Linked DNA regions of Sus scrofa: region 1 is linked to region 2. Evidence: chromatin contacts called from public HiChIP or PLAC-seq data. All regions are on one chromosome and are shown on one strand. Each heading gives the region's core, a stretch centred on a gene start, on an enhancer-like site or on the middle of the called end of the contact. The rest is flanking DNA. Distances are from core to core; before and after follow the strand shown.

Evidence for each region. HiChIP or PLAC-seq counts read pairs in DNA pulled down with a chosen protein or histone mark.
Region 1: an H3K27ac HiChIP or PLAC-seq map of alveolar macrophages shows a contact between it and region 2. The contact joins two enhancer-like sites. A contact is called at or near these places in 7 of 47 Hi-C or Micro-C datasets (embryonic fibroblasts, fetal skeletal muscle, heart right ventricle and 3 more) and 2 of 2 datasets of contacts at active chromatin or transcription factors (alveolar macrophages and skeletal muscle).

What each region holds. Positions count from the first base shown.
Region 1 is chr10:41,293,727-41,297,092 of Sscrofa11.1, reverse strand. All of the region lies in intron 3 of SVIL (supervillin), which reads right to left. Among named protein-coding and RNA genes, the nearest start is that of SVIL, 120 kb to the right of the region's middle. Within about 2 kb of position 1,357, at least 1 of the 83 cell types and tissues checked has an H3K27ac peak or open chromatin away from gene starts, as enhancers often do. A contact at or near this core is called in alveolar macrophages, where this site is marked.
Region 2 is chr10:41,002,731-41,005,884 of Sscrofa11.1, reverse strand. No RefSeq gene overlaps it. Among named protein-coding and RNA genes, the nearest start is that of JCAD, 94 kb to the right of the region's middle. Within about 2 kb of position 1,339, at least 5 of the 83 cell types and tissues checked have an H3K27ac peak or open chromatin away from gene starts, as enhancers often do. A contact at or near this core is called in alveolar macrophages, where this site is marked.

The DNA of each region.
Region 1 (3,366 bases), core at 108-2,607, 290 kb before region 2:
GATATTATATGCTAAGCAACATGCTTCCGTTGCTTAGAAATAGCTGCCACTAGAGGTCCCATCGTGGCTCAGCAGAAATGAATCTGATTAGTATCCATGAGGACGCAGGTTTGATCCCTGGCCTCAGTGGGTTAAGGATCCGGTATTGCCATGAGCTGTGGTATAGGTCACAGACGTGGCTCGGATCTCTCTCATGTTGCTGTGGCTGTAGCTGTGGCCGGCAGCTACAGCTCAGACTCAAGCTCTAGCCTGGGAACCTCCATATGTGGTAGGTATGGCCCTAAAAAGCACACACACACACACACACAAAATCTGCCACTTGTACATATCTGACTTTTGGAATAACTAAGAGTTCCCTGTACTTCAAACAAATGTCCACACTGATTTCTTCAAGTTCCATCCATCAAGCTTAAGTCAAGCTGGGGGCCTTCCCTATACAACTTGCAACGACATCCCATCATAACCACCTACATGATATGCTTAGAAAAAAGATCAAGTTGAGTCTTGGTTTCAATCTTTATCAACTCAAGGTTCTTTCAACATACAGTTGGTACCTTGCCTCTTTGGGAAAACGGTGCTCCTGACTTTCAGACAAAACCAGGGAAACCTGCGCTGTAACTTCTGACATTCAGGCAATGATGACACAGATGTACATGGTGTTCCCCATCAAATCAAATCTACAATAAATTGATCTATAAGACAGATCTTAGATAAATAAAACCTCACAGAGCACACTTGTTTGTTTGGCATTAGGATTTACAGCACTGAGCTGATATATATATATTTTGTCTTTTTGCCATTTCTTGGGCCGCTCCCATGGCATATGGAGGTTCCCAGGCCAGGGGTCCAATCAGAGCTGTAGCCGCCGGCCTTCACCAGAGCCACAGCAACGCGGGATCCAAGCCGTGTCTGCAACCCACACCACAGCTCACGGCAACACCGGATCCTTAATCCACTGAGCAAGGCCAGGGATCGAACCCACAACCTCATGGTTCCTAGATGGATTCACTAACCACTGAGTCATGATGGGAACTCCAGCAATGAGTTGATATTTTTATATAAACTTCATGGCAGGTGATGGATTTCTCTCAAGAACAAGAGATGTTATTTTAAATTTCAAATAATACATGAGTAACATCTTAAAATGACACTGCAGAGGGCAGCCAGAGTGCATCCAAGTAATGCTATTTTTCTGCATGGTCTACAAAGGCGCCAGGGTGCTGGCTGGCCCGAGAGTCTTCTCTCATGTGCCGAGGTCCTCCTCAAGTGTGTGTGTGTGTGTGTACAGTGTGTGCCAGCATTCACTGTTTCCCACACTGCTGTCTACTTAAATCTGAGTTAGCTAGAGAAGAAGCAAATTCACATTAAGAAATTCTGTCCAGGACTTCCTGTTGTGGCTCAGTGGGTTACAAACCCAACTAGTATCCATGAGGATGTGGGTTTGATCTTGGCCTCGTTTCGTGGGTTAAGGATCTGGCATTGTGGTGAGCTGTGATGTAGGTTGCAGACGCGGCTCGGATCCTGCATGGCTGTGGCTACAGCGTAGACTGGCAGCTGCAGCTCCAGCTCAGATTAGACCCCTAACCTGGGAACTATACCATATACCATGGGTATGGGCCTAAAAATGGGACCAAAAAAAAAAAAAGAAAAAAGAAATTCTGTCCCATTAGAGAACTATCGTCAACATCCTATGATAAACCATAACGGAAAAGAATATTTTCAATTTTTAAAAAATTTTTTAAATAATACTTGAAATTATTTTTAATTCTTTTTGAAAGAAGGTACATATGGGAGTTCCTGTCGTGGTTCAGTGGTTAACAAACCCAACTAGCAACCATGAGGACGCAGGTTCGATCCCTGGCCTTGCTAAGTGGGTTAAGGATCCGGCATTGCTGTGAGTTATGGTATAGGTCACATACACGGCTCAGATCTGGTGTTGCTGTGGCTGCGGTGTAGGCCAGCGGTTATAGCTCCGATTCAACCCCTAGCCTGGAAACCTCCATATACCACAGGAGTGGCCCTAAAAAGACAAAAGACAAAAATATAAAAGAAAAGAAAAGAAGGTACGTATGTGTAACTGAGTCACTTTGCTGTATAGCAGAAGTGAACACACCATTGACAATCAACTACACTTCCATTTAAAAAAAAAAAAAAGAAAGAAATTCTGATTAACTAAAACATCTCCAAAAAGCAGGTACAAGTAAACTCTTTCTGGAGATTTCTTGGAGCCATCCTCCTAGATGACCAGGACATAGGGTTTCCGACCCTCCAAGGGGTACAAGTGCTGCTGGTGGGATCCAGATTCCAATGCGGATGCAACTTTTCCCAAATCAGTGTCTATGTGGTTCTCCATCCAATGGAGGGGGAAAAAAATGGCCAAGACCCTCCAAACTGGACAGCAGATGAGGGTATCTGATGTATTTCACGTATTTATTTTACATTTGAGAATGGTATTTATTTATTATTTAATATTTAGGAACCGTACATTACTTATGTTTTTTCATTTTTTCAAATTTTATCGACGTCTGGTTGATATGCAATATTGTGATCATTTCTGCTGGACATCAAAGCGACTCAGTTACACATGGACGCACATCCATTCTCTTTCAGATTCTTTTCCCAAACAGACCAGCACAGAATACTGGGGAGTGTTCCCCCTGGGGACCTCAGATAGATTGACTGATTGATTGATTGATTTTTGCTTTTTTTTTTTTTAAAGAGCTGAACCCAGAGCATATGGAAGTTTCCAGGCTAGGGCTTAATTCACTGCTGCAGCTGCCAGCCTACACCACAGCCATAGCAACAAGGGATACCAGCCACATCTGGGAACTACACCACAGCTCACGACGACACGGGATCCTTAATCCACTGAGCAAGGCCAGGGATGGAACCTGCATCCTCATGGGTACTAGTCGGGTTTGTTACTGCTGAGCCACGATGGGAACTCGCTGGGACATCTGATTTAGAAGACTGATACCTACTTGAATATTGCACAATCTGGCCAAGACCTGCAAACATTTTCAAGTCAATGTCAAGGGCCGTATAGAGTTGGCCCCCTAACCTCCAACCCCATCGTGCTGTGACTGTGAGGCCTCCTACATGGAGACTTAAGACAGCCCCCAAGGGGCTCACACATGCGAGAGGGAAGGCAGATGTCCTCATGGGAGGCGGGTAAACCCAGCCCTCTTCAGGATGGGAGAACATGGAATGCACTTGCTTTTACAGAAAGTTCTAGAATAAGTGCCAAACCCAACAGCTGCACGCTGTTCAGATGAAGAGGCAAGACCTCGGAACATCATTCTTGGGGTGGGGGTGGGGTTTATGGTAGAGTCCGTCAAATTCAAGTTTTACTTTAAGTCCAGAAAG
Region 2 (3,154 bases), core at 90-2,589:
GCAGTATTTCTTTTTTATATGGTTAATATTATTGCTAACTTTATTTTATTTTTATTTAAATTTTTTTTGGCAGCACCCAAGGCATGGCAAAGTTCCCAGGTCAGGGATCGAACCCATGCCACAGCTGTAACCACAGCCAGATCCTTAACCCACTGTGCCACCAAGGGAACTTCTAAAGTAGTATTTCAATGTGTGATATAAAACCACTGAGCTATTTTGCATCTATTGTTCAAAGTCTTCAAAGCTGGGGTGCTGTCTACACTGATAGGACATCTCTGTGGGGACCGCCCGTCGCAGGTGCTCCTTCGTGTAAGGCAGGACTGGCAGCTGTGACAATCCACTGGGCGCTATGACAAAGCCCCAGAGTCTGAGAGTAAGGATGAGGAGCCCATATGTACCCAGGGCCCACAGTGTGATTTTGTTTTTGTCCCAAACTGGAGGCTGTCACCAAAATATCAAATGCCAGCTGAGCCCATTTCTTTCCCTTTTTCCAGCGTGCACACCTACCTTCCTTCTCTCTCTACACACACACACACACACACACACAGATGCACAGAAAAACAAATACACAAGTACCTGCACACATACAAACACACACATACACACAGTATAGTTGACTTACAGTGTTGTATTAGTTTTAGGTGTACAGCAAAGCGAATCAGTGATGCATGCACATATATCTATTCTTTTTTCCCATGTAGGTTTACCTGTTGAGTAGATTTTTCTGTGCTACTCAGTAGGTTCTTGTTAATCATCTATTTTATATAGTAGCGTGTGTGTGTTATTCCCATCCTCTCGTTCTTCCTTTCCCCCGACAGTTTCACCCGTGGTAACCACAAGACTGGTTTTGAAATCTGTGAGTTTGATTCTGCTTTTTAAATAAGTTATTTTGTATCCTTGTTTATTAGATTCCACATAGAGGTGACACCATATGATATTTATCTTTCTTGGTCTGACTTACTTCACTCAGTATGATCAACTCTAGGTCCATCCATGTTGCTGCAAATGGTGTTATTTCATGCTTTTTATGGCTGAATAATATTCCATAGTATATATGTACTGTATCTGCTTTATCCCACTGGCTCTAAGGCCTGTAGAGGCTTCCAGCAAAGAGCTTGTGAGTCATCTGCCTGTTTTCACAGATCAAGTCAGGTCCAGGGACAGAATCCCCTCGGCGCTGTTCTTTCGTGCCAGCCCACGAGTACGGCAGCGAAGTACTTCAATCCAGATCTTAGATGAGTATGTCTGGGCTTCTGTTTGCAGGAAAAGCTGCCAGCCCTCGCCTGAGCCAGGCTGAATCTGCGCTCTGGACCAGATCCTTCCTTGGCATGAGCAGACGCTGCCCTCTAGTGCCTGAATGCTGGTAGGACATCTCAGCTTAGGCTGCGCAGGACAGTAGCCTCTGCCATCCTCATTCCCGGAGTCACAGCGCAGAGCCCACGTCTGCTCTGAAGGTGAGCCACTCCCCTGCCTGCAAATCCCTCATGTCCCTGTGCCGGGCAGGGCTACTACATCTTTCGGTAGGCTCTGCTCTAGAAGAAGGGACTTTTTCCACTGGCAAGGACGCACCTTGTCTGTCATCCCGAAGCCATTTATCCCAATGGCTACTGAATGGCCAGTGTTGATACTTGGCTGGAATTCCAACTCAGAATCCACAAATCTCACATGTATTTCCTAGTCTCTCCAAAGTGACTATCCTTTTAGAGACCAAGGGTATTTCCAAAGACATCCATTGAAACACTAAGAAACACAGCCCCTCCTCATGTGTGATGGTTTTGGAGGAAAAGAAAAAAGGACAGGTGCCCTCTAATGATTTTTTACAATTTAATTTTATTTTCATTAGAGTCTAGTTGATTTGCAGTGTTGTGTCAATTTCTGCTGAACAGCATAGTGACCCAGACATACACATATATACATTCTTTTTTTCATACTATCTAATGATTTTTAGCCTTTGAAGATGAGTAAGAGGAAGAGTCTGAGGTCAGCTTGACCCTCAGGTATAAACCGGACAGGACAAGAAGGAAAGCTTACCAAGGAGGCCGGCCCAGGATCAGTCTAGCAGGGCAGACAGGGGTCAAAGGACAGAGAGCTAATCTCTGGAGCACTCACCCTCTCCAGGGGATTCCTGATACCCCTGAAGGCCCTGACCTCAGACATCTACAAGTTATACAAATTCGTGGATACCTTGAGAGTACACAATTCTCCCTGTAAATGTAGCAGCATATAAGTGAACAATGTGGCTCAATGGGTTAAGAGTTGGACACAGTGTCTATGAAGATGTGGGTTCGATCCCTGGCCTCGCTCGGTGGGTTAAGGGTCCAGCGTTGCCACGAGCTGTGAAGTAGGTCACAGATGCAGCTCAGATCCTGTGTTGCTGTGGCTGTGGTGTAGGCCGGCAGCTGCAGCTCCGATTTGACACCTAAACTGGGAACTTCCATATGCCATGGGTGCAGCCCTGAAAAAGAAAAAAAGTTTGTGTTTTGTTTTGTTTTTGTTTTTTCTTTTTTAGGGCTGCATCTGTGGCATATGGAAGTTGCCAGGATAGGGGTAGAATTGGAGTAGCAGCTGCTGGCCTACACCATAGCCACAGCAACATAGGACCCAAGCCACGTCTGCTACCTACACTACAGCTCATGGCAAATCCAGATCCCTGACCCACTGAGTGAGGTCAGGGATTGAATTCACATCCTCATGGATACTAGTTGGATTCATTTCCACTGAACCACAATGGGAACTCCCCCCAAAAAAGTTGTAAATAAGATAAAATAAATGAACAATGGAATTAGCACATGTCCCAGTCAGTCGCTTTGTCACTGTACTGCTGTGTAACAAGCAACCATGAACATTTCAAGAATATACACAGTAAGCATTTGTTTCCCACTCACACCTCCTGAGTCAGCTGGGGTGAACCTTCTTCAAGCCACAGGTCTTTGGACTGACTGGGGTAAGAAGGTCATTCGTTTTTCCAGAATGAGGGTTGCAGCGGGGGTAGGGGTGGGGGGTGGCGGTTATTTTCATGGCAATGGGAGTAATCCAAACATCACACCCTGTGGACCTCAATGTGCCTCTGAACTAATCAAGGGGAGGGCAGGAGACACACAGAGCCCTGTGGTGGAACATCCTGGGCTGGCTGCCTGGTCATTGATGTACTGAG